7 separate regions of the Mus musculus genome follow, and regions 2, 3, 4, 5, 6 and 7 are each linked to region 1. Evidence: chromatin contacts called from public Hi-C, HiChIP or PLAC-seq and promoter capture Hi-C data. All regions are on one chromosome and are shown on one strand. The core of a region is the stretch at or near the end of the contact, and the rest is flanking DNA. Distances in the headings are between cores, read along the strand shown.

The links. Promoter capture Hi-C pulls out the DNA fragments that hold promoters and counts their contacts. A called contact is a pair of places that touch in the nucleus more often than the background predicts. HiChIP or PLAC-seq counts read pairs in DNA pulled down with a chosen protein or histone mark. Capture Hi-C pulls out chosen DNA fragments and counts their contacts.
Region 2: a contact with region 1 is called in an H3K27ac HiChIP or PLAC-seq map of large pre-B cells, with 2.2 times the contacts expected there. The contact joins the enhancer-like site here to the promoter of Asb8 in region 1. A contact is called at or near these places in 1 of 484 Hi-C or Micro-C datasets (B cells) and 2 of 115 datasets of contacts at active chromatin or transcription factors (embryonic stem cells and large pre-B cells).
Region 3: a contact with region 1 is called in an H3K4me3 HiChIP or PLAC-seq map of bone marrow-derived macrophages, with 2.8 times the contacts expected there. The contact joins the promoter of Cacnb3 here to the promoter of Asb8 in region 1. A contact is called at or near these places in 3 of 115 datasets of contacts at active chromatin or transcription factors (bone marrow-derived macrophages, embryonic limb bud and pancreatic cancer cells).
Region 4: a Hi-C map of the G1E-ER4 cell line shows a contact between it and region 1, with 3 times the contacts expected there. The contact joins the promoter of Rpap3 here to the promoter of Asb8 in region 1. A contact is called at or near these places in 1 of 15 datasets of contacts at CTCF or cohesin (embryonic stem cells), 3 of 484 Hi-C or Micro-C datasets (B cells, the G1E-ER4 cell line and double positive thymocytes), 1 of 115 datasets of contacts at active chromatin or transcription factors (embryonic hindbrain) and 1 of 9 other capture datasets (embryonic stem cells).
Region 5: a promoter capture Hi-C map of pre-B cells shows a contact between it and region 1, with 2.6 times the contacts expected there. The contact joins the promoter of 9330020H09Rik here to the promoter of Asb8 in region 1. A contact is called at or near these places in 5 of 39 promoter capture datasets (the C10 cell line, cranial neural crest, maxillary cranial neural crest and 1 more), 2 of 484 Hi-C or Micro-C datasets (Sertoli cells and neutrophils), 4 of 115 datasets of contacts at active chromatin or transcription factors (astrocytes, embryonic stem cells and extraembryonic endoderm stem cells) and 1 of 9 other capture datasets (adipose tissue).
Region 6: a contact with region 1 is called in an H3K4me3 HiChIP or PLAC-seq map of embryonic stem cells, with 8 read pairs. The contact joins the promoter of Rapgef3 here to the promoter of Asb8 in region 1. A contact is called at or near these places in 3 of 39 promoter capture datasets (the 3T3-L1 cell line and embryonic stem cells), 3 of 115 datasets of contacts at active chromatin or transcription factors (bone marrow-derived macrophages, embryonic stem cells and pancreatic cancer cells) and 1 of 9 other capture datasets (embryonic stem cells).
Region 7: a contact with region 1 is called in a promoter capture Hi-C map of pancreatic islet. The contact joins the promoter of Lalba here to the promoter of Asb8 in region 1. A contact is called at or near these places in 9 of 39 promoter capture datasets (the C10 cell line, the HPC-7 cell line, cranial neural crest and 4 more), 1 of 15 datasets of contacts at CTCF or cohesin (pro-B cells), 1 of 484 Hi-C or Micro-C datasets (pre-B cells), 6 of 115 datasets of contacts at active chromatin or transcription factors (T-cell acute lymphoblastic leukemia, bone marrow-derived macrophages, embryonic limb bud and 3 more) and 4 of 9 other capture datasets (adipose tissue, embryonic stem cells, liver and 1 more).

What each region holds. Positions count from the first base shown.
Region 1 is chr15:98,143,739-98,147,228 of GRCm38.p6, forward strand. It overlaps Asb8 (ankyrin repeat and SOCS box-containing 8), which reads right to left and starts at 1,964. Exons shown (of 4, transcript NM_001170710.1): 1 at 1,863-1,964.
Region 2 is chr15:97,662,092-97,665,581 of GRCm38.p6, forward strand. No RefSeq gene overlaps it. Among named protein-coding and RNA genes, the nearest start is that of Rpap3, 42 kb to the right of the region's middle. Within about 2 kb of position 1,785, at least 173 of the 459 cell types and tissues checked have an H3K27ac peak or open chromatin away from gene starts, as enhancers often do. A contact at or near this core is called in B cells, where this site is marked.
Region 3 is chr15:98,633,028-98,636,517 of GRCm38.p6, forward strand. It overlaps Cacnb3 (calcium channel, voltage-dependent, beta 3 subunit), which reads left to right and starts at 1,740. Exons shown (of 13, transcript NM_007581.3): 1 at 1,740-2,186. The coding sequence starts at 2,142.
Region 4 is chr15:97,704,071-97,707,560 of GRCm38.p6, forward strand. It overlaps Rpap3 (RNA polymerase II associated protein 3), which reads right to left and starts at 1,752. Exons shown (of 17, transcript NM_028003.2): 1 at 1,680-1,752.
Region 5 is chr15:98,565,553-98,569,042 of GRCm38.p6, forward strand. It overlaps 9330020H09Rik (RIKEN cDNA 9330020H09 gene), which reads left to right and starts at 1,772. Exons shown (of 2, transcript NR_028442.1): 1 at 1,772-1,973; 2 at 2,087-3,490. It overlaps Ccnt1 (cyclin T1), which reads right to left and starts at 2,184. Exons shown (of 9, transcript NM_009833.2): 1 at 1,924-2,184. The coding sequence starts at 2,084.
Region 6 is chr15:97,765,694-97,769,183 of GRCm38.p6, forward strand. Rapgef3 (Rap guanine nucleotide exchange factor (GEF) 3) reads right to left here and starts at 1,973. Exons shown (of 28, transcript NM_001177810.1): 1 at 1,702-1,973; 2 at 1,069-1,281. The coding sequence starts at 1,707. Rapgef3os2 (a long non-coding RNA gene) reads left to right here. Exons shown (of 3, transcript XR_384421.2): 2 at 975-2,198; 3 at 2,682-3,144.
Region 7 is chr15:98,480,992-98,484,481 of GRCm38.p6, forward strand. Lalba (lactalbumin, alpha) reads right to left here and starts at 1,692. Exons shown (of 4, transcript NM_010679.1): 1 at 1,545-1,692; 2 at 1,082-1,240; 3 at 539-614. The coding sequence starts at 1,680.

The DNA of each region.
Region 1 (3,490 bases), core at 714-3,213:
TCTGGACCTTTGGAAGAACAGTCGGGTGCTCTTACCCACTGAGCCATCCCACCAGCCCGTAAAATATTTTCAAATATTCAAAGGAGAAAAAAAGCCGGGCAGTGGGGAAAGTAAGCATAGAACCACTCTGGAATCAACACAAATCTTTAAAACTTCAAGCCAATAAAAAAATACTTCCAATTCTGGGTAATAAGCAGATTTAAAATAAAAACATTTTAATAACTGGCTAGTCAACATGCCTGAGAAATATGGCTGTGCAAATGTGTTGAAACTACGTTATGGTAGAGAATTCTAGGATGAGCGGTGAAAGAAAATAATTCAACGTATTTAGATTCAACTACAATAAAAGCTTTAACTATGGAAGATGTGTTAAATAACAGCTATTGAGGTGGTGCATCCTTATAAAAAAAAAAAAAGCACCTATCAAAAACTGGAAAGAATGCCGGGCGTGGTGGCACACGCCTTTAATCCCCAGCACTTGGAAGGCAGAGGCAGGCAGATTTCTGAGTTCGAGGCCAGCCTGGTCTACAAAGTGAGTTCCAGGACAGCTAGGGCTACACAGAGAAACCCTGTCTCGAAAAACAAACAAACAAAAAAATCAACCCCACCCCTAAGAGTAAAGGTTATGAGAAGGTTTTTAAGTAGTGCCTGGCACATGCTGGTCCTCAATATAAATTTGTTAAATCCATATTTGAATTGGCATCACAGCATCAAGCACCCAGGATCGGACTCACCAAACCCCTGGGTTAGGTAAGTTGCTGTCAGGGTGTGACTCAGAAGCAAAAGCTTTACTGTAGAATATATATATATAATTACACATGCAACTACTAAGAAGCGCAAATTTGCGATGGGTTATCCCTTTATACATTCGATAATGTAGTATAAACTCTAGTTTCTTTTTGCTAATCAGTAGCCATTAACAGCTGTCTGAAAGGTATGCGAGGCTGTGGGTATGGCTTAGAATTCGGCAAATCCTGTTTTTTTTTTCTTAAACTTTGTAACAAAGGGGACAAAAAAGCATGGGGTTGGGAGGTGGGGTGGGCGCAAAGGTATAGTCCGGGTTTCAGCAACGGTGTTGGTCAGAGGGGACAAAGCAGAAGGCTTGACCTGATGTGGTTGTGTAAGTTCCTGGTACATTAAGCAGATGGCACTAAACCCTGCACTCATTTTATGGATGTTCCTGGCTTCCAGGCTAAGAACTCTACCTTGAAGCTCCAGGTGAAACTGTGTGCCTTTCGCAAGGACAGCATCTGCTGTCAGGATAGATCAAGATAATCAACTTCCCTGTGGCCCCCGAGGCCAGCAACCCTGCAATCTGACCCCGGTGGGTCCTTCCCTCAGCTGTGACTCGTTTGCTCCATGCCCTGTTTTTTCTTCTCCCTCCTATGGAATGTACAGAAAACTTTTTTTTTTTTTTTTTAAAGCAATGCACAAATACACTCAACAGACCCTGCTCAGGGCCGGCGTCGGCCTCGCCCCCGCGGTGACCCTTGGCCTGGCCGGAGGCTCCCAATCCCAGGACGCGGACAGCTGGAGGTTCGCAGCTGCCGGGTCTGGACGGACAGACGGACGGAGAGGGGCGGGGGCCAGGGCAGCAAAGGCCAGGGCTGCTGCGTCCCTTGCGGCAGGGACCCCCGGGCGCTCACAGCAATCCGGGCGAGTCCCGGGAGTCTCAGCCTGCACCCCGGGGCGCCGACCAGCCCCCGCCCCCACCACCCGCAAAGGCCGGGAACGGTGGCCGGGTCCGGAGGCACAGAGGCCGGGCAGGCGGCTAAGGGGCGTTCACAGGCTGCGAAGCACCGACTTGGGGGTGGGGAGGGGGGCTGGCTTCAACACCGTCCCGCACTCACGGCCGCACTCACCGAACCGCGGGTCAGATCGGTCCGGGAAGCCGCTGTCAAGGCGTGACCCGGAAGCAGAAGCGGCTCGCATCAGCCCCGGGGTTTACAGCGCAAGCCGGCCGAGTGCGTGGGCGCCTGCGCGCAGGCCAGTGTGAGCGAGCCGAGTGCGCCTGCGCAGACTGTGGACGTTGGTGGGTTCTTAAAACTTTCCTAAGGAGCTGGACGCATTCCCCTGTCGCTGCTTATAGGACGTGGGCGCGATCGCTAGATCACTCCTAGCCTCTGGCCTCGTGTCCTGGTCCAATGGTGGAGGAAAATCCCGAATTTTAAGCCTATTCTTATAAGTCTGCGTCTGTGTGGACCAGGGCATCCCATTAGTCTGCCTCCCAGAGTCTATATCTGCAAACAGTCCTGGCACCACATCCCCACCGTCTTCTCTGCTTAGCATCATCCATTTCAGAGTACAAGCGTCACATAATTGACAGAGCAAGCTGCTGGTGACTGCCTCTCAATCTTGATTTGAGGAAGCCCAGCTTATTTGAACTAACTCTCTCTCTCTCTCTCTCTCTCTCTCTCTCTCTCTCTCTCTCTCTCCCTCTCTCTCTCTCAGAATTTACCCACTACATAACAAAAGCAGGTTTGCACTTGTACACAGCAGAGGGTCTAAGGATCTAGCAAGATGAAGTACTGTAACCTGGAGGGTGGCAGTCACCTCTCTTCGGAGGTTCTGGGCCAGCTGTAGTTCAATGACCCAACACAGAAGGAAGAGTACAGGGTTCGGGCATTGGCTTTGAGACTGATGTATTTCGCTCAATTTCTCCGAGTATTATCTTTCTTGAGTGTTGGTGAAAGTATAACAACGTAAAAACAGAATTCTAGGCCTTTAGGCCCAGGCTTGGGAATGTGGCCTTTGTAAAGGTATGCTAATCAAAAAAGAGAGCAACATTCCTCTACCCACCCGCTTCCTGGGTTCAAAGAGTGCTCATTCAAAGAAAGTCACCCTGGCCATTACCAGAACCTGCAATGCAAATGTGCTATTGTTAGAGGCTCTTAGAAGCTGTCTTGAGAGTTAACAATTACCAGGTATTCCTTGTGACTCTTGTAACTTTACACTTCCTTGTGACTCTTAACTGGTATCTTTGGTATCTTCCAACAACACCCTCCCCACTTCCTTAAGTTTCGGTTTCTTCCTTTAAATACCCCCTTACCCAGCTACTCAGGGCGCCACGGTCCTCTACCCCTGCGTGGTGTATGACCATGGGCCCGAGAGCGCTCTTGAATAAAAATCCTCTTGCAATTTGCAGCAAGACCCGTTTCTTGTGGGTGATTTTGGGGTGTCGCCTCTCCTGAGTCAGAACGTGGGGGAGCCCTCACATTGTGGGTCTTTCATTGGCTGTAATAATACTTAAATATCCTTCTATTTCTAGAAAATTTGATTTTAAGTAAAAAACAAAGTCTTGCTTCCCAAATGCTTTCTCACTTGCCCAATTTCAAACCGCTGTATAGCTATCGTCATGGTACTGTACTACAAAATGGAGCTTGAGAGCACTTCATTATAAAATTGCAAAGCCTACAGTGTCTGTTCTATTTTTTTTTCTTCTTCTTCCTGAAGAAAGATAAGGACAATAATGATTCTCAATTTTAAATTT
Region 2 (3,490 bases), core at 535-3,034, 480 kb before region 1:
AGCATTAGTGGCTGAAACAGACAGCAGGTAGATCACGTAGGGGCTTAGTAGACTGTGAATAGGAAGCCTATTTCGGGACTGGCATAGTTAAGAGTACTCACTACCCTTGCAGAGAAACCCAAGTTGGGTTTCCAGCACCCACTGAATGACTCATGATCATTCATAACTCCAGTTCTAGGGGAGCACATATCCTCTTCTGGCCACATGGTGCACAGACATACATACACACATACATACACACATACATACACACACATACATGCATGCATACACATACATACATGCATGCATGCATGCACACATACATGCATACATACACACATACATATACACGCATACACACATATATACATACATACATACACACATGCATACATACATGCATACACACATACATATACACGCATACACACATATATACATACATGCATACACACATGCATACATACATGCATACACACATACATATACACGCATACACACATACATACACACACATGCATGCATGCATACACACATACATATACACGCACACACACATATATACATACATGCATACACACATACATACATGCATACACACATACATATACACGCATACACACATATATACATACATGCATACACACATGCATACATACATGCATACACACATACATATACACGCATACACACATACATACACACACATGCATGCATGCATACACACATACATATACACGCATACACACATACATACACACACATGCATGCATACACACATACATATACACACATACACACATACATATACATGCATACGCACATACATACATGCATGCATACACACATATATACATGCATACACACATACATACATACACACATACATACACACATACACACATACACACATGCATACATGCATATATACATACACATACATACATACATACATAGAGGCAAAACTCTCATATACAAAAATTTTAATTAATATTTAAAATTTTTTAAAAAGATGTTATATTTTATTAAAAGTGCAATGACATACCACTTACAGATTCTTTTATTTTCTCTTTTTTGCTATGTATTTTTTGAAAGGGTTTCTCTGTGTAATCCTGGCTGTTCTGGAACTCCCTCTAGACCAGGCTAGCCTCGCACTCAGAGATCTGCCTGCCTCTGCCTCCTGAGTGCTGGGACTAAAAAGGCCCTGTGCCACCACACGCACCTAACTTTCCAACTCTTAATCCAGCAGTGGCAAGAACTGACTTGTGCTTTTAGAAGTTTGGTGGCTGACGTGGGTAAAAAGATGCTTGCCATGAAGATAAACTGAGTTCTTTCTGTCCCTAGATGTGGGGCACCAACTCCATGGAGTTATCCTATAACCACACCTGTCATTCTCTCTCTCTCTCTCTCTCTCTCTCTCTCTCTCTCTCTCTCTCTCTCACGTATACATTAATAATAAACATTTTTACTTTTACCTTTGCGATAGAGAACGGCTTATAGGGACTAGAAGCAAAGAGAACAAATAGCAGACTAGGGAGATGTTGACTGTAGACTTTACCTCGTTGGTACAGCAAAGGGCTGGGAACTAAGTGAGCTTCAGAGAGGGAACTATGAGGACTTGGGAGAGGGGTGGCCTGGGGGCTATTGCACCAAGGACGGGGATGACTATCTCTAGATCTCTACCCATTCAGGCTGAAAACCACAGGTGGGGAAGTCCTGGAAGATTCAGTGTCTGGTGAGAGCCTGTTTCCTCACATGGTGCCTTCTTACTGCCCCCTTGTGGTACAGAAGGAGCAAGGCAGCTCTCAAGGGCTCCGTCTTTCTGTATTTTCGCCTTCCTAGTTGCTGTGATGCTACCCGGCAGAAGCAATTTAGAGAAGGAAGGATTTCTCTCGCGAGGACACTGCCCACTGTGGCAGCGTTCACAGCCTGGCAGCGGGAGCCTCGGGCAGATGCGTGCTCCATGGCGTCAGCCAGGAACAGCTGGCTGATAACCCTCAAGACCTTTCGCCTGTCAGCTAGGTGCAGCGTCCAGATTACACAGCCTCCCGAAACAGCGCCACCAGATGGAGACCAAATGTCCCGAAACACGAGCTTGCAGGAGATGTTTCACATTCAAACTGTAACATTTCCCAGAGCCAGCCTTCGAGACTCCACAGAATCGTGTAGAAGGGACCCAAACAATAATCTGTTAAAGATAGATTACCATGCACTAAATCTCACCCAGAAGCTTCTGCCCCTTGCTGCCCCCTTGTGGGCACAGGGATGTTGGGCAAGGAGGTCTTAATCTCACACCAGAAATTTCCGGGTGAGATTAAGAATTAAGTACAGAAGATATTTTTAAAATGATTAAAAGCCAGTGCAGTTTTGCATATTTCCACTGCTAATTACAACTGAAAGGACGTCGTGTACAGATCATTCTAAAAGACAATTCTAAACGCCTGGTGCAATGGCTTACACCTTTAGTTCCAGTACTCGGGAGGCAGAGGCAGGCAGATCACTTAGTTGGAGGCCAACCTGGTCTACAGAAGGAGTTCCAGAATAGCCTCGGCTACATAATGAGACCCTGTCTCAAAAGAAGGAGGAGGAGCAGGAGGAAGAAGAGGAAGAAGAGGGGGACAAGGATGAGTGGGAGGAAAAAAGCTGCTAGTAAAGTAGAGAAAAGAAGAAAGACTGTAGCTGGGCAGTGGTGGCACACGCCTTTAATCCCAGCACTTGGGAGGCAGAGGCAGGCAGATTTCTGAGTTCAAGGCCAGCCTGGTCTACACAGCCAGGCCTATTCAGAGAAACCCTGTCTCAAAAAAACAAAACAAACAACAACAACAACAAAAAACCAAAAAAACAAACCAAACAAACAAAAGCAGACAGACTGTCCGGGGACCTTGGGATATGAGGAATACAGTGTGAATTCCCCGAGCTTAGTGTTTTTCTCACATACCAAACAGCTACAAAGGCCGCCAGCAAACTAGAAACACCAATTGTGTGCATTGCAAGAAAGCTCCTAGGATCACCCATAGGGGACCAGCAAGAGCTTTTTCTCATTAGCCACCGCGGTGCAAAGGGTGGCGCTGACATTTTTCCCCCCAGCATTGAAAAGGAAGGCTGTCAGTCAAGAACTCTGGATCCAGTCAAAACATAATTCTTTCGACGCAGTTTTGGTTTTGTGAGCGTTGTGGTTTTAAGCAGTGGTGTCTTTTTAAGTTTCTATTTTGGTGCCCAACCATCGAGTACCATGTTGTGTTCATTAGATCCCTTTTATGAATGTATATGACCCCATTACTATAACTCACTTTTTCTAACGTTTTAATGTAGGGTAATGTCAATGGACAGTCGTGTGATGAAGTTCACAATGTACCACCTATGTACTTAAGAGTTTATGGGGTAAACCAACCAGCTTGAAACGTCACGATGGGCTTAAATGAAAAGCACAGCGCCACCTCCTGGCCAGAAGCTAACAGTGCAGCTGTTTAAAGGGCGCAGTTCTGGATTTACTCAAATCATCACCAGA
Region 3 (3,490 bases), core at 490-2,989, 490 kb after region 1:
AGTGCCTGCAGGACCCAGGGGATGCCTGTAGGTATGAGGAACTGGAACCCATCTCCAGGAGGAGGTGGTTGGCATGGCAACGAATTTCTCAGAGGCCGACTTAGACACCATTGTCCCAGCTGGGGATGAGGACAACAAGGTCCCCGTGAGGCTGATAGCAAATCTGCTGCCTAACAGTCCAGGGATCCCCATGGGTGGGTGGACAGTCCCAAAATTAGAGAGGCCAGGGGAGGAGATTCCAGACGGGACCCTCTTCCAGGAGAAGAGAGCCAGAAGGGTCTTACTCTTTGACACTTCTCCACCCTCTGGGAGGAGAGAGGGGACTAAGGAGACAAAGGAAAAGGATGGTACAGGACAAGGCAGTACTTGGGGACACAGAAGATATCGAACTAACCCTCAAACACACTGGGTTGGAGCAGTGGAAGCTGCCTCCCCCAGTTGCAGCTGGTGCCCTCAGACACAAGGGCTCCAATAAAGTTGCCTGCCGGTCCTTCAGTCAGGAGACAGACTAGGGTGTCATTAGATGAGCCCCCCCCCCCATCTTTTTCTTACCGAGGGAACAGGAAGATAAGATATAGGTGGGAAGCCAGTTGGCTTGGGTGGGTGGTCTTCCTCTCCTTTCTACCGCACAGAACCTTCTATAGATCTCTTGAACCCTTCCCAATTGTAACCGGAAGGGTGGGCAAGTGTCCTGAACTTACACCCTCCGGGGTTTCAGGAGCTAGAAGTGGCAAAGGGCTGAGTTGAGAAAGCGAGACACCAAGCACGGCTGGTGTCTGCCTCACATCCTCTTGGGATGCCCAAGCAGGAGGTTAAAATGCAAAAGGAAAATTTTGGTCGGGGGGGGGGGGGGAGGGATGTAAAAAGGGAGCGAGCTCAAATGATGACAGCTTTTAGAAGATCTCTTCAGAGATTGCGACTCTTTCCTCGAATGGCGGGGTGGGGGTGGAGGGCGCTGACTGGTGCTGGATGATTAGAACCAGCATCCTGCACACCGTACGTAATTCTGGTCTTTTGCAAAGCGGTAGGCTTTACCCTTCTTCCTTCCCAACCTCAGCGTCAGGATCGCACCTTTGCTCCACCCTTTAAGCTCACCTAAAACAGCCCCTTTCTGCCCCAGTTCCCGCGGATGCTTTGGCAATGTCTGGCACAATCCTTGGCAGGGAAGTGAAGAAGAGAATCTCCATCCCGGCTTAACTTGGATAAAATCTGCCCGTGCAACAGGTGTGGGGAGGCCTAGCCACCGTCCCCGAACTTCCCCCTTCTTAAGGGTCGGCCCTTTACCGCAGCCCGGAACGGAGAGGGCCGGGCACCTGTTGGGGCAGGAGCTGCTTTCATGGCACGGGTCTGGGAGCTCAAAACCATTTCTCCCTAGTACCACTGCGGGGTTTGCTTTGGGTGTCTCCAGGACTTGCAGAGAGCTGACATTGCCGGATCACCTGAGACCTCTTCCCCATCTGCTGTCCGTCCTCCTTTAGATCTCCATTTTCCTGTCTCCGCGTTCTCCCTGCCTCCAGTCCTCCTCTCTCTCCAGCCATCCTCCCCGCCGCCCGCACCCTCTCGATTCTCCACCGGGCTCGCGTCTGGTTGCGGCGTCTCTCCCCTTCCCCTCCCCCGCGCCAGCCCTTTGTTTCCCGGCGGAGCAGTTCCTGGGTTGCGAGAGTCCCTGTCTCTGCATCTCTCCTCGCCCCGCCTCCTCCCCGCCGGGATCCGCCCCGCCTGCAGCCTCTCCGCCCTTCTTCCCCGCCGCCCCGGCCCCGGAGGTGCCGGGGACCCACCTTCCCGACTCGCGTGCGCCCGGTTCCGCGGCCCCGGCGGGTCCCCCCTGGCTGCCGCGCCCCCGCCGCCCGCGTCTTCCCGGGAGGGGGTCAGGTGGGCGGGCACTATTGTTGTGGGAGCCGGCGGCAGATTCCTCAGCCGCGCTGGCGCGCTCGGGGTGGGACCGGCTGGGCTGGGGGGTGGGGAGGGGAGCGGTGATCTGAGCTGCGAGCAGCTGGTCTTCGCGGCTCGCTCCTTCCTTCGCGCTCGCGCTCTCCGCCGCCGCCGCCCGCAGGGCTGCGCGGCTCGGTGGCATCTCGGGCGCGGCCCGCCGTCCTCGCCCCCGGCGCCGCTCGCTCCCCCCACCCACCCCGGACTCCCCCATGTATGACGACTCCTACGTGCCCGGGTTTGAGGACTCGGAGGCGGTGAGTGCCCGCGGGGGAGGGTGGGGGGTGGGGGTGGGGGAGTTGGGATGACACCTCTCTCTCTTCAACCCTTCCCCCAGTTCTGCACTTTGAAAAACGCCTTGGCAGCGAGCGGGGCAGCGCGCGTAAGCCGGCGGGGGGCTCTCTAGGAAAGTGGGAAGATGGTCTCTCATAGCCAGGTATCCCAGGTACTCCGGTGTGTGCACAGGGACGCTGTAGGGGGAAGGCTCGAGCAGGTGGCCCCAAAGCTCAGGACATAGGAGGCTGAGGAGGGGAGGACAGAAGGCCCCGACACCGAGGTTTTTAGAGCGAACATGGAACATTTGGAGTTCCGTATCCTGGGTTCATGGGGTCTGAACACAACAGGGAAAGCTGAGCTCCGGGGGAGACACTCCGGACTTGTGCCTCAAGTAAATGACAAATTAGGGAGCTGGAAGAACATTAGCGACTCGCGTACCAGCCTCTGCAGACAGGAATTCTAGAACTTGGTCTCTTTTTCCTCTCTGCCCACCCCCCCTGCGCATGGCCTTGACTGCTCTCACTCACCACTGCCTCTAGCTCAGCTTCTTGGAAAGGCCACCAACCACAGGGGTGGGCCATCAGACTGTGTTCAGTCTAGCCCCCTGCAGAGGAGGGCCTGGAGGTGAGGCCAGGGGAGCTCAGGGGCATGGGGATGGGAAGGAAGCTCTTTGCTCCGAGAACCAGGCAACCAATAAATATTTAATTCTTCTCTTTGCTTTTATCTCCTGACCCACTGAGACAAATCAGCTCATTAGACAGTGATTCCCGGAGCTCAGAGAGCAGAAAGACTGCCTGGAAAGATGGGACAAGAGTTGGGGGGGGGGGTCAGTGTCAGAGCCTCATGGAGTCACCAGTCTCCCCTTAGACATCCCACTCGATATGGGAAAGGACCACTAACAGGGCTTGAAAGGGTCCCCTGACAGGATTAAATCGAGCCTTTTATCTCCGGCCCAGGAAAGAGGAGTGGTGAGCCTCAGAGCAGGCATGTGTCAGTCAGTTGATTCTGGGACCAGGCTCCTTCAGGACCCAATTTTCCATGGGGCTCTGGGGCTAATTACGTTGCAAGGGAGAGCAGAGAGGTGGTTCTGAAGGCTCTGGTGGGCACCTCTTTCTGACAGTTGAAGGGACAGTTGGCATAGCCCTGGGAGTCAGAATAAGCTGGAGGAGAGACCTCTCTGCGGGGCTGCAGGGCCCGAGGAGCTACCTTCTCATCCCTGGTGAGAAGCCGGGGCTGATGCAGGAGACTGATACCTGGATGTTATTTGAGGGCGGCCTGCTGACCC
Region 4 (3,490 bases), core at 502-3,001, 440 kb before region 1:
TGTAAAAGGAAAACGCGCACGTTGGGGGAGGGGGCAGATGAGTAAGAGGATTGTTTCAGTCTGGAATATGTTGAATGTGAGCACTTAGGGGCCATCAGAAGGTATTGAGTAGATAGAAAGGACTAGAGAGAAATGTGGGTGACACCATTAATAAGGTAGAAACTCTTGCATTTGAACGTGCTCAGAGACTGTACTGACGGAAGCTCGGCAGGGCCTGAAGAGTGGCAGCCTTAGGGAACAGGAAGATCAGAAAAAGGAGGTGGCAGTACCTATAGGGAGCTGGGCCCATATGAGAGCTGCCACCCACCCACCGCCTGAGAAAATTAACATGTTAAGTAGGAAAGTTTAGCAGCGCACACACGTGCTCGTATGTTCATGGCGTTAGGTCATAAAAAGACTGAGAATAGTCGCAGGATTTTTACGGATAGAAATGAGTTAAATGAATCACGTTACATGGGACAGGGGTTAACGTTGTCTTTCCTAATGTAACTCCATTGGAAGCACATGAAGCTCACAGCGGTGCACAGTCGACCACTGCTTCTGGTTCCAGCTATCCAGGAGGCAGAGGGGGCCTCACAAATTAAACTCAACATGACGCCTTAGCACACCTTAAGAGTAAGTTTTAAAGGGCTAGGACATAGCATTTGCCAACATGTGAAAGATGCTGAAGACTGTAAGAGAGACAGAAGACAGACAGGCAGATAGATACAATGGGTAAAGTGACTGGACTAGGTACCTTAAGATAGGAATACTTGGAGGGAGGTTATAAGAGCTTTCCCCCCCCCCACCCCCCACCCCCAGTAAAAAGAGGCTGTTTAAAACGGCTCGGCCCGACAGTGGTGATGCACGCCTTTAATCCCAGCTCTCGGTAGGCAGAGGCAGGCGGATTTCTGAGTTCAAGGCCAGCCTGGTCTACAGAGTGAGTTCCAGGACAGCCAGGGCTACACAGAGAAACATTGTCTCGAAAAACAAAACAAAACAAACAAACAAAAAGTGTAAAACGGATCTTCTGACTCAGCCTCAACGAGGCAGTTTAAGCGTCAAGCAGTGTCCACTTTTGGTTATGCGCATGCATTTCATTCATAAACAAATCCCGCATAACGCTTTGCTGAACACAAACCAGTACACCTGCAAAACGAGACCCTTAAACGCTGCACGTCTTCAATCCCAGCACTCAGGAGGGAGGCAGAGGCCCGCGGTTCGAGGCCAGCATGGTCTACTACACAGCGAATTGCAGGGCAGCCTGGGCTACAGAGAAACCCTGTCTCTAAACAAACAAGCAGACCATGAGATGCTGTAAGGGCGGCAGCTCTCCTTCCACCCACCCCCGGGTCCTAGGGCAGCCCATGCTGCCAGGACGGGGTTCGTTCCGCAGGCAACCAGAAACTTCCAGAGCCTGGGGAACCACGTTCACGTCCCGTATCAAGCCAAGCCTGCATACCCTGGCCTGACGGAGCCCGCAGGTCCGCCGCCCTCGCGGGACCGTGGCTCCGGAGGTCCCGCCACCGCAGACCGCCCGAGCCCGGACGCGGAGCCAGCTCAGGCCGAACCCTGGGCAGCGCGCGGAGAGCGCACTCGGGAACCAGCCCCGGCGCCCCGCCGCTGCTCCCGGCCCGGGCCCAGCCCCGCTCTTCCACCCCACGCCCCTGCAGCCAGCGGGAACGGTAAAGCCTACTCACCCGCCACGGCGGCCACCAACCTCACCGGCTCCAGGGAGACGCACGGCGTCCTACACCACCGCCGGAGGTCTGCGCCTTCCCACAAGGCCCCGCGCGCCGCTCGAGCGTGCGCAGAAGGTTCGGCTCCCGCGCTCGGCTGCTCTTGCTTTGCTGGCGGTGGACGTAGACTGATGTTCTAACCTCTTCTAGACTAAGCGTGAGGATCCCCCAAAGTGCACCCATCTTGACGTATTGACCTCCAAAGCATAAAGCCTTTTACTCCCCTCGATTGTGTTTCTGAGAGCTGCCCTGCTTTCCACTAACGAGATGTTTGTAGCCTCTGAAAATCCTAGGAGAAAGTTACTGTAACTTCTAAGAACTGTCAATGCTGGAACTCTGCTGTTTTCTCTCTGAGTCTTGTATGTGGCTGCTGGTCTTCCTTGTGCTTTTTTGCTACTAATCTTTTTCCTTTTCTAAGATTATCTGTAGATTTCGGGCTTGTGTCTATCTTTAGATAGACCCTGGCTTATCTAAAAGAATGACTGAAACCTGTAATGCTTGCTTCTGCTTCCTTTGTGAGTGAAGCTGTTTCCTATGTAATAACTCTGTTGTACAATGCAATGGGTATAATTTTTTAAGTCCACAAACCAACTTTTTTCAAACTGAATGGAAAACATATCATCTCAAAGATCAGTTATTCATTCACAAGTTTGACTGAACCTTCGAATCACACAAGGGAGGCAGCCGTGCAGGTGTGTATCCCACACACGCTGATTTATGAATCTTATCCCAGAGGTTTGACATAATTAATCTTCGATACAACTTCAGCATCAGTCATTTTCAAAGCACTGGGTACAGCTGTGCAGCTGCAAAACACTAATCTACCTGCCTGTCAATGAAAAACCGCCCCTGGTCTTTCCTCACTAGGTCATATCATTAGGATCTTTCTTTCCCTCATGGTGTGACTGGTTGTCTTTTAAGTTCATTTAAAAGTAAAGATCAGAAACTGAAGAGAAGTCTCCATGGTTAAGAATGCTGTTCCCTGGCTGTCAAGATGGCTCAACGGGTAAGAGCACTGACTGCTCTTCCAGAGGTCCTAAATTCAATATCCAACAACCACATGAAGGCTTACAACCATCTGTACAACTACAGTGTACTCACATACAATAAATAAATAAATAAATAAATAAATAAATAAATAAATAAATAAATCTTTAAAAAAAAAAGAAAAGAAAAAGAAAGAATGCTGTTCCCTGTTGCAGAAAACTTGAGTTCCCAGCACCCATGTGGTAGTTAACAGTTCTGTAACTACAATTCCAGAGGATCTGACGCCCTCTTCTGGCCTCTTAGCACCAGGCGTGCATGTGGTGTGCATACATACATACATATATGCAGGCAAGCACTCTTACACATTATAAAAATAAAAGAGCATTATTTTCTGATGATATTGTAGATAAACTAGCTTTTAACAAAGTGTAACTGTTTCTGTAGCAAATCCTACTCTGTGTACTCCACCACCCACAGCAGGTGCCATTGCAGACAAACTAGGTTTAAAAAAATGTTTTTAATGTGGATGCTCGGGTACACCTTTAATCTTAGCATTGCAGAGGCAGAAGCAGGTGGATCTCTGCGAGTTCAGGGTCTACATAGTGAGTTCCTCACCAACCGGAGTCATGTGATGATACCCGGTCTGAAATAAACAAAAATAAATAGAAATAGGGCTAGAGAGGCGGCTCGCCAGTTCAGAGCACCGGCTGTTCTTCCAGAGAACCTGGATTTGATTCCCAGAGGTGGATCATAACTGTGTGTAACTCTGGTTCCCAGAGAACTGA
Region 5 (3,490 bases), core at 522-3,021, 420 kb after region 1:
GCTACCAGGCTTGACGAGAAGTGCCTTTACCCGCTGGGCCATTCTGTCAGGCCAAGAATAACTTTAAAATTTTAAAGTGTATCAGCATTTGCCTGATTCTATGTATGTGCACCAAGGGCATGTCTGGTGCCCACAGAGGTCAGAAGAGGGCATGAGATTACCCTACAACTGCAGCTATAGACGACTGTGGGCTGCCATATAGGCCCTGCCTAAACAGTAAGTGCTTGTAACTGCTGAGCCATCTCTCTAGCCCCACAAAAAATAACTTTTTAAGGATATTTACCAGGCCTTCCCTTACTAGGCTCTTGGAACTTTTCTCTCTCTCACCTTCTTAAACTTCAATAATTAAGTTTTCCAGTTCTACTTTCTTTTGGGGGGGGGCGTGGGGGAGGTGAGGAGGTGGGTGGGCAGTGTTCAAGGCAGGGTTTTTCTATGAATCCTTGACTGTCCTAAAACGTGCTGTGTAGACCAGGCTGGCATCAGAAGTAGAGATCTGCTCACCTCCCCATCCTGAGCAATGGGATTCAAGGTACGCACCACCACACCCTGCTTAGTTCTGATTCCTTCAGGAAATATTACATGACCTCTGAAGTATAAAACCTTTGAAACCATTTGATAGTCATCCACTGAAAATAAACCCCTGCCTTCCTTTGTACGGGTACCATTCCAACCTCCCCAAAACGTAAGAGTACTTATTCCCACAGACCTCAGCAACAGTCTGCATAGAAGTGACAATATGATGGCGGCAAGCTTAAACACACATTTAAAAGGTGCCGTAAACACAGACAGAAACTCAGAGAGGTTTGATCGTGCACTGACCAAATGCTTGGGAAACTGGATTTCAATAGGAGACAACTGGCAATAAAGAGAACACCTATACAACATACAACCTTCAGACTTAAAAACACTAGAGACCTAAACTCTGCACTTTTTTTTCTTTCTTGGAGACAGGGTCTTACATGGAAATTCTGGCCTGCTTCTACTTCTCCAAAGCTCAGATCAAAGGCACAGGACACCAGGCCTAGCCCTCAGCATCACTCTTAAATAAATGCTACATAAGTGGAAGTAAAATAAAAAAAAGAAAAAGAAAAAAAATATATATATATATGGACAACGGAAAGAACTTTAAAACTATTAGTTTTGCCACAAGACTGTATTTTCATAAGAAAAACTGGGAGGGGGGAAATCACTAAACTACATTACCTCTAAATTTTGAAACCTAATGAATAAACTATCACTAGTGCCCAAAGAAGCAAGGACTTAATATTCTGAAAACTACTTTAAGCATACCAACTTGTATATCCCCTCCCCCCAAACCTAAGTTGACATCTTTTTTTCCTCTTAAATTCCATGAAACAGCTACTAGAACGTTTGAATATCAAGCGTGGTGGCAGACATTGGGACATTTTGTTTTAAACGAGAATCTGACAGGTTAGCCAGCTAGTGAGAGAAACGGGCTTGGAACCAAAACTGGGGCAGCAATTCCAGACCACCTTCATAAGTCCTTTGCGTACAGAATTTCCCGAAACCCTTTTTATACACTTTGGGGAGGCAGAGTCGATAGCGAAACGTCCTAAACGGAGCCTTAGGTCACAGCAGAAAGAAGACTCTCAAAAGCCACTAAAACAGGGCAGAATCCAGAGGACGGGGGCTGGGAAGGAGCAGCGAAAACACAAAGACAGGAGAGGTACGAGTCGGCAGCCCGGCCGGTGGCACCGGTGAGCGAGCGGGAAATTGACTCCGCCTCACTTCCCTCGCGCGAACAGTGGCTCGGCCAGCGAGCGCCATTGTGGGTTCTCCCAACTTAGACGCCCAGCTCCTGCCACCACCCCACCCGCTTCTGTCCCCACCAGCGTCGCCGGCCCGGACGTCGAAGCATGGCCGGACGCACTCCGAGGCCGATGGCCTAGGCCGAAAGGATACACGTTCAGACGTTGTCCCATGTCCTGGAGGAGATTGGCCGCCTGCTGGCGGTAAGAGAGTTCTTTATCGGAGTCCACGCCAAAGCGACGCGACGGGCTGTTCTCCAGCTGCTCGCGAGTAAAATACCACCGCTTGTTGTTGTTCTTCCTCTCTCCCTCCATAGTGCTTCAACCAAGAGGCAGCGGCGGGGGCTGCGAGCACTTCCCAGCGTCACCGGAGCGGCGACACACATCCGCCGTGCCGAGACTACTGCGACGTGACGAACTTCCTCCAAGGGGCGACCACCGAGGTTGTGACACACTTCCGCCCAGAAAGCCGAAGATTCCAGCGCCGACTTCCGGAATGACCCCTCCGACACCCCGTAGACGAATCCACAGCCAGTCCGCGGCTAAGAACGGACCGGCGGCCGGGACGCAGGATCCGGTCGTGTGACCGCCAGGTGGGCGGGACTATCTGACGTCGTTCTTTAAAGGTCTCGTCTTTCCGCGCGAGAACTGCGGTAAGGGGGCCTCACCGGCGGGCCTCTAGTTAACGCTCGCTGCGCTTGGCTGGGTAGTTTCCGAGGACGTGCGTGATGGAGGCCCCTTTGTAACACCGGGCTTACGGAAAAAGTGGCAGGGGAAATAGGCGAGACTCTCAGAAAACCGAGAAAGGACGAGACAGTGAGTGGCCCTGCCCCGTGCAGAAACGCGAAAGCCACTAAAAGGTTCCTGGGTTCTTAGCTCCGGCATGGAGAACTCCGGCGCGTTTGGAAACCGCTCTCCTATTTTGTAGCAGCCTTTCCTCCCGTTTCACTGCGGCCAATCATCTGGAAGGAATAAAATCAACGCCACTGAGCTTCGTTTGAGTGTTTGGGGGGGGGGGGTAAAGGGGCCTTTTTTTAAAGATTTATTTATCTTCATTTATGTATATGAGTACTCTGTAGTGGTCTTTAGACAACAGAATTGGGCATCGGATCCCATTACAGATGGTTGTGAGACACCATGTGGTTGCTGAGAATTGAACTCAGGACCTCTGGAAGAGTAGTCAGTGCCCCTACCCGCTGAGCCATCTCTCCAGCCCCGGGTAAAGGGGTCTTTTTCTCTCTTTCCTTTCTTATTTTTGTCATCCCTGGAGCTCAGAGGGGCGTCGGGTTTTGCCCGAGTGCTGGGATTAAAGGCTTGCACCACCACCCCGCCACGCTCAAGGACACCACCGATCGTTTATCGTTTAGGTCTGGAGGCCTTTTTTCTTTTGCATTCTTTTCTCTTTGTCAGTGAAGGCGATAAGCTTGCAGGCTCAGATTCCAAACATCCAGTCAGGGAGGGCCCAAGGTTATGCAAGCTCCCCTGCGCGTCAGGTCAGTAGTTCTAGGAAACCCACCCCGTAGGGAAAGGTTATCAAGCGAAGGAGATCAGGAGATAATTTGTGTCCTGCATTGGGGAGGATTATCAGAAGAAGGAGATCAAGAGATAATTTGTGCTCTGGCCTCACTCCCAGGTCCACTTTGTGAGGTTGTAAAAAGCAAGCTGGGGCCGATGTCCGCCTCAGCCTCCTGGCTGCACCAGGGTGTCTCTGTCCCCGGGCC
Region 6 (3,490 bases), core at 723-3,222, 380 kb before region 1:
TGTGTAGGGTTGTGGGGTAGGACAAGCCTCCCCTCCCATCCCCGCCCCTATCAGAAAGACGCAGGGAGAGAGGGGCTAGCAGGGACTCAACTCCAGTGTCCAAGGGTCTCCTCTAGACCCACCTGGGGCTTTCTCAGCCCAGTGTCCTCTATTAGAAATGGAAGTAGTGTTTGGACAAGGTAGGAAAAGGAGATAACCAATGATGATATTTTTTTACTCAAAAAGACTTGCTGGTGAGAGATGATCCTCTCTAAGACTGTCACCCATTCCTGTCTTCTCTCCACCGTCCACACAGTACCCTCTGCCCCCTACACACACACACAGAGAGAGAGAGAGAGAGAGAGAGAGAGAGAGAGAGAGAGAGGGAGAGAGAGAGAGAGAGAGAGAGAGAGAGAGAGAGGGAGAGGGAGAGGGAGAGGGAGAGAGAGAGAGAGAGAGAGAGAGAGAGCATACAGACAGGACTGTTGTGCCCAGTAGTTGGAAAGAGAAGACTCCTGGAGCCTGGAGCCTGGTTCCTGGCTTCCCCCTCCCTAGCCCTGTCTTTCTCACTGGCTTCCTTCAGCAGTCCTTCTCCACCCTGAAACCTCTTCAGTCCCCCGTGGCCGGTGCCAAGCTTTATCCACGCAAATACCTCACCCCAGGAGCCAAAAAACAGATTCAGCCCAGTTCAATTGTTCACAAAAGGAGACCGTTGCCACGGTGATGTGTCAGGAACAGTAACCAAGCTAATTTCACCCCCATTTGACCTAGCCCCACATCTCCCACTGCCTCACAGAAAGAACTCAAACATGTAAGCCCATGCCTGGCACATGGAAGTGATGGATAAATGATAAAACCCTTTCCTGCTCACCCACCGGTGGCTGAATGGGGCAGCGCAGCATGCCATACACACGGGGCATACAGGCATACAGGCTCATTGTGTGACCAGCAAAACACACACTGCCACCAAACTTCAATGCCTTCTCTTCACCCAGATGAATTTGCTCTGGAGAAAGCTGCCTGGCCCACCAGCACTACAATCCCGACTCTTCCAGCCCTGACCCAGCCTGGCAGATGGCCGGTACTCACCCAGCGGAGTCCCTGGATGCAGCTGGGGCGCCGGTGCTCGAACACTAGCTGGTAAGAGCAGCAGCGGGGACGGTGCATTCTCTTCAACACCATATTGAGCAGCGTGCCCTCCGGAACCACGTCCGGGAGACCTCCCACCTGCGGTGCCCCCACAGCTGGACTCTCCACCACAGCTGGGCCCACCTGCCAGTGGTTCTCACCTGGCCAGCTGACCTGTGATGTGGGGAGGAAAGAGGACAGCCATCGGCCGGAGGAGCTGGACCTCCCCACTACCACCCCTGGCTTAGCGTCCTCTGGACTTGGACTGGTCATGCGGAGGTGCGGCAACCCTGCCAGGAGCCGGGGGAGGGACAGGAAGACCTGCCCCGGGTCCTGCTGGCTTGGCGCACCTAGGGGTCTCCACTCAACTCACAACGATGGGGCTCTTCTCAGTTCTGGCTGGAATTCGGCCCCACCTCACTACCCATGTCCTGAAGGCATGTCCACCTTTGTACACACACTAGATCCCCAGAAGCAGCTTTTCCTCAAATTCTCCTCCCCGCCACTCTCTCCCACCCAAACTCCCCCACGTGTCGGCTTCCTCTCCCGCCCTTTCCAGCAGCTTTCTTTGGCCCTGACTCCGGCCCACCTTACCTTCATGTTTCTTCTCCAGCTCACACCGCGGTGCTCGCCCTAGCAAGAGGCTGCAGGATCCCTGGAGCGGTATGAGTGTGAGTCCCGAGATGCAGCGAAGGGCCAGCCCCTAGTCAGACAGGTTGCCTGGAGCAGCAAGATGCAGGGCTAGGCAGATAGGGTTTGTCCTGGGTGAATAGAGGGCTGGGGGTGTGGGGCAGCCCCCACCCCTTCCCAAAGGCTAAGAACTCCAAGCCTCCGCCTCCGTCCCAGATGTAAGAGCCAGCTGGCACAGGGCGTTCAAGCGAAGCTGCAGCTGGCACTGGTCCGGGCGGGAGCTGTCACACCCCCTGCGCTGCCCGCCCCTTCCCCTCCCCGGACAGGCCGAGGGGGCGGGGAGCAGGCACGAGCTTTACGGTAGGGGTGGGCATAGGGGAAGGGGCAGAACCAACAGCTGATGGAGTCCCTACCCGAGACTACGTCAGTGGGTTCAAGCTCCTGTCCCGAAGCCTCAGCGGGTAGGAAGTGCCTTAGGGTATCTGCCCCTGCAGCTGCCCGGGTGCCGGGTTAGGGGCGGTGATGGCTGCACCCGCCGCCACGTGGCCAAGAGGAGAAATGCAAACAAGGAAACTAGGGAAGGGGGAGGGAGTGAGTCATGGCGGCCCCACCCGGGAGGGAAATCCGGGCTGGGGCCGCTTCCTGGCCTGGGGCGTCCGGCCTCCCGTTTGGGTTCAGGGTTTCCAGCAGCCCGGGGCTGGAACTGGGCAGCCTTCCCGTGGGGGAATCTCGTTGCCTGGCTTCCCACCTTTGCCCTCCCAAACGCATACACTGGCGCGGGTGGGGAAATTGAGGCTGGCGGGGAGGGACTGCATTCCAGATGGAGAGAGAGACAAGTGGTTGGATTTACTGTGCCGGGACTCGGATTTGTTGCAGAGTTTCAAAGACAGCCTGGGCTTTGGGGCCATGCCCCGCCCCCCAAATGCTCCCCTATGCCCGGCTAGGTGGTGAAGGCAGAGCACACCTCCTCCCTGGGCCTCTTTGCCCCTTCCGCACAGATGGCCGGCACTTCGCACTTCGTCTCACTCGCTCCTGCTTCCTAGTGGACAGACTGTGACCAGGGACGGTGATTTCCGTGGCGCCCGGTGATTGCTCAGGACATTGATGAGGGTCTAGAAGAAGGCACAGGTTCCACCCCAGCGTTTTAAAGCTTTCTAGCCTCCTCTCTTCTTTCCCACTGCCATTAAGCCAGGAAGCGGGAGAGAGGGCTAAATCCAGCATAGCTAAGCCCATTTCCACCCAGAACTGAGAACTTTAACCATCATTTAAAAACTGAATTTAAATGTGTGTGTGTCTCAACAGTTTTTCTCTCCCCAAGGGCACGACTGGTTTAACTCCTCAAATTCTGGTTCCATCCTATTGGCATGAAATGGAAAGTCTGAGCTTTGAATGAACATTTTGAACAAACAGGTCGTCTGTAGTGCCCACCCTTTGAGGCACACTAGTGAAGATTTCTCTGCCCCTGTGAGGAAAGAGGGAAACCTAGAAAGAAGTCTGCCTTACAATTCGAAGAATAGCTCGTATACTTGGCTTAAAAGGAGAGGAGATGGGTGGGTAGTGTCTCGCATGTGCAGTTGTAGGTGAAATGGTGGCCGCAGTCAGGATGCTGGATCTGCCCTAGTAGGTCTTGCAAAAGAGTTTTCTGAAACTAACTGTGGAGTAGGAAGGGGGTGTTTCCTATTCCTGCTGCCCCACTTAGGTCAGGGGAGAAAGATGCTAAGAGATGCAGCAGGACCTGTGACTACTTCTTTTA
Region 7 (3,490 bases), core at 442-2,941, 340 kb after region 1:
AAGAAATGGCATGGGCTTCTAAGTGGAATGAGGCTCACTATAATAATAACAACAACAATAACAATGATAATAATAGGACTAGTGGAGCATGGCTTTAATCTGAGCACTCGGAAGGCATAGGTAAGCAAATCTCTGTGAGTTTGAGGCCAGCCTGGTCTACGGAGTGAGTTCGAGGATAGCCAGGGCTACACACACATACCACAGACACACACATACACACACAAACACTCACTCACAAAAACCTCTCTCAACAAGCCAAAATAATAATAATAAAATCAATAAGAGTTCAGATCTAGGAAAGATGTGGAATAATACCACAAGGGCTTTAAGGATGAGAACTGGCCAGGGGAAGAGAGTCCTGGACATCAGTCTTCCAACATGGAACTTCATATCGGGGAAGTTGTCACACAAAAATGACACGAAGAAGCATTTTAAATGTAGACCTTTGGGACTCTAGATGAGTTTTGTTTTGGAGACTCCATCCAAAATTAAATGGTCTGGAGAGGGAGGTCAGAAGAGAGCAAAGACGACGACTTACCAGTAGTCGATTCCTTTGATAGCCAGGATCTTCTTGGCACACGCTATGTCATCATCCAACTCGTCATCCAATAACTCTGTTATAACAGAGTGCAGGAAGGAACAAGACAAATAAGAAGTACAGCTCAGTGGACTGGTTCCTCTGGCCCCAGAGTCAGGGGAACTGGTTCTGAGTTGAAGGTTTGGCCTAGAGACTTTCTATATGAAACGGCCAGTCTGATAATGCCTCCCCTCCATGGGAACTCCATTCCCTTCCCTAGGACACCTCACGAGACAGCATCAGATTCATCACGCCCTGAAAATACAGCGTATCAGACTTCAAGACTCACAAGTGTCCCAAACTACCCTTCCCTGAACCTTAGGGGACTCTCTGGGCATGTGGAGATCATGACCAGTGACCAGGTTCTTACTAAGCACTGCTATCTCAAGTCATATGGTACCCAGCACACCTGAGACATGCTGGGTACCAACAAGGAGGCTGCCTGGGAGGACTCGGAGGCAGGCTGTAGAGATACAGAAGAGTGTGGTGAAAGAGGATACTCACTGTCACAGGAGATGCCACAGATGTTCTCCGACTCGGGGAACTCACTACTTTTACACCAAAATCTGTCACTGATCTGGAAGAGTCCGTACTCTGTGCTGCCGTTGTCGTTGACAACAGCTTGTGTGTCGTAGCCACTGGTATGAAATAAAACACAGGCCCCTGAGGGAGACAGAAGAAAGAACTTTCTCAGAGATGTCTCAGAGTACCATAATTGAAACACTGGTTTCCCGGGGGGGGGGGGGGGGGGGCTTCCCAACCAATCTCCAAAAGTGGTGAAGTCCAGATTATCTTGGTGAAATGAGAAAGGCCAGACAATGGGAGACAGGCAGGGCAGGAGAAGTAATTGAATACAAGAGGTCAAGACAGAACAAGAAGAGGTACGAGACCACACCACGAGGAGACAGAGAAGGAGGAGAAGGGAGAGGTGGGAATGGAAGGAAGCAGGGACGTAGTATGAACTCACATTCAAGCAAAGAGATGCCTTGATAGCCATCTATGTCTTTAATGGCATGGGACACCTTGCATTTTGTAAGCTCTGTGGCTTGAAAGGCAGGCAACGACAAAATACACACCAGGAACAAAGGAACGAAATGCATCATTTTGACTGCTCCTGGACCTTGTAATGCAGACACCGCTCACTTCATCTGCTTTTATGTATGAAGAAGGCCTCTGGCCTCCTGGCACCGGGCCTTCTCTCTAGGAAGACAATGATGAAGAGATGCTTATGCCAAAATAGAAACCCTGAGCCTGCCAGCCTCCCTCCATCCTGCCACCCTCCCCCCATCTCCTGCATCCAGTCAATACCAAGTATTGTTTTCTTCCCACATAATTCCACACATGACCCAGCTTCTCACTTGGCTCTGGTAAACCTTCATTTCTTTTAGGGCTGCTTCCAGGAAGCAGGATTTCCTTAACCTACTTTTGGAACAAAGGAGGCTTCAGAGACAATACAAGGGAGGTGACTGGAAAACACAGTTGGCTACAGCCAACTCCATGCTTACCCCTAAACACATACAGAACGTGGAAAGGGGATGTATCACATCCTAGGATCAAAGGTGATATTTGTCTGTCCAACCTAGCCATAGGACAAAGTCCAGGAAAGCCCCTTGATATGGAGACTCATAACTGAGAGCCTTGGGAAAAGGGATGGAACATGGTGGCATTTAGCATGAGACTCAACTACTACTTGGATCCCAAGACTTCCTATGGAGGGAGATAGATAATGTGAAAAGTTTTGTGTAAAAATATCTAGCTGTTCTATAAGAAACTGCCAAGCGCCGGGCAGTGGTGGCGCACGCCTTTAATCCCAGCACTTGGGTGGCAGAGGCAGGCAGATTTCTGAGTTCGAGGCCAGCCTGGTCTACAGAGTGAGTTCCAGGACAGCCAGAGCTACAAAGAGAAACCCTGTCTCAAAAAAACAAAAAAAGAAAAATAAAAAGAAAGAGAGAGAGAGAGAGAGAGAAACTGCCAAGCGCCCTGCCCTCAATCGCCTCTGCCATAACTAGCTAGATGCTTTTTGGTGTCACTAAGACATTGTGTCAATCCAAGGCTAATTCCATAGCAACATTGTTAATAGCAACATTGTTCATAGCAACATTGTTCATAGCAACATTGTTCTTGGGTAAGTGGTCCTTGATAGCGAAGGTTGGCCACAGACAGGAAAGGGTCCTGGGTAAGCTATAATAGGTATCTCCCCTAAGCAAGTCAGGGCCAGGTACTAGTTTCAAATAATTCCTGTAATTTTCTGTCATGGAGTACTACACTCATGGCATCAATAATCCTTTCCCTCCTTCCTGCCTGTGCTCATTTTATGAACCTGATTTTTTTTTTTTGACGTCTCCCGAGGTCTCCATCCTAACCAAGCCACCTAAGACTTATAAACTGGAAGTCTTCCAACTGGTTATTATCTGTAAATCTTCAGAGACAGAGACACTCTTCTCTGTTCAACCCCATCCCCCTCTACACAGTGTAACCAGTGTATAACACAGCATGACTGAAACTCGTGTGGAGGATGTGAAACCCAAGATGGATGAACAGAAACCCCTGAATGGAAAGAGACGCATGCTCAGAAACACTGCAAGCATGCTGACTCTGCGGGTCTCCTGTGTTCTACCCGGAAGGACTGGGAGGGTATGGGACAAGAACGGGAATTCTGTCACACTGAGCAAGTCCCATGGGGACTCAGTGGGGATGGAAAGATGACCATGGACCACACAGGAGAGGACTGCATGAGAAGAGTTAGGTCTGATGGAGTCTTCCCAATGGTGCTATCTGTATAAACTGCCTCTGGCCCTGGGCTGTGGAATGAGTATCTGTGATGGAGGGAAATGGAGACCCACAGTCTTGGACCACAGGCATTTCCCGCACTTCCAGGCACACCTGCTTGCCCGTAATATGATCGTATCTCTG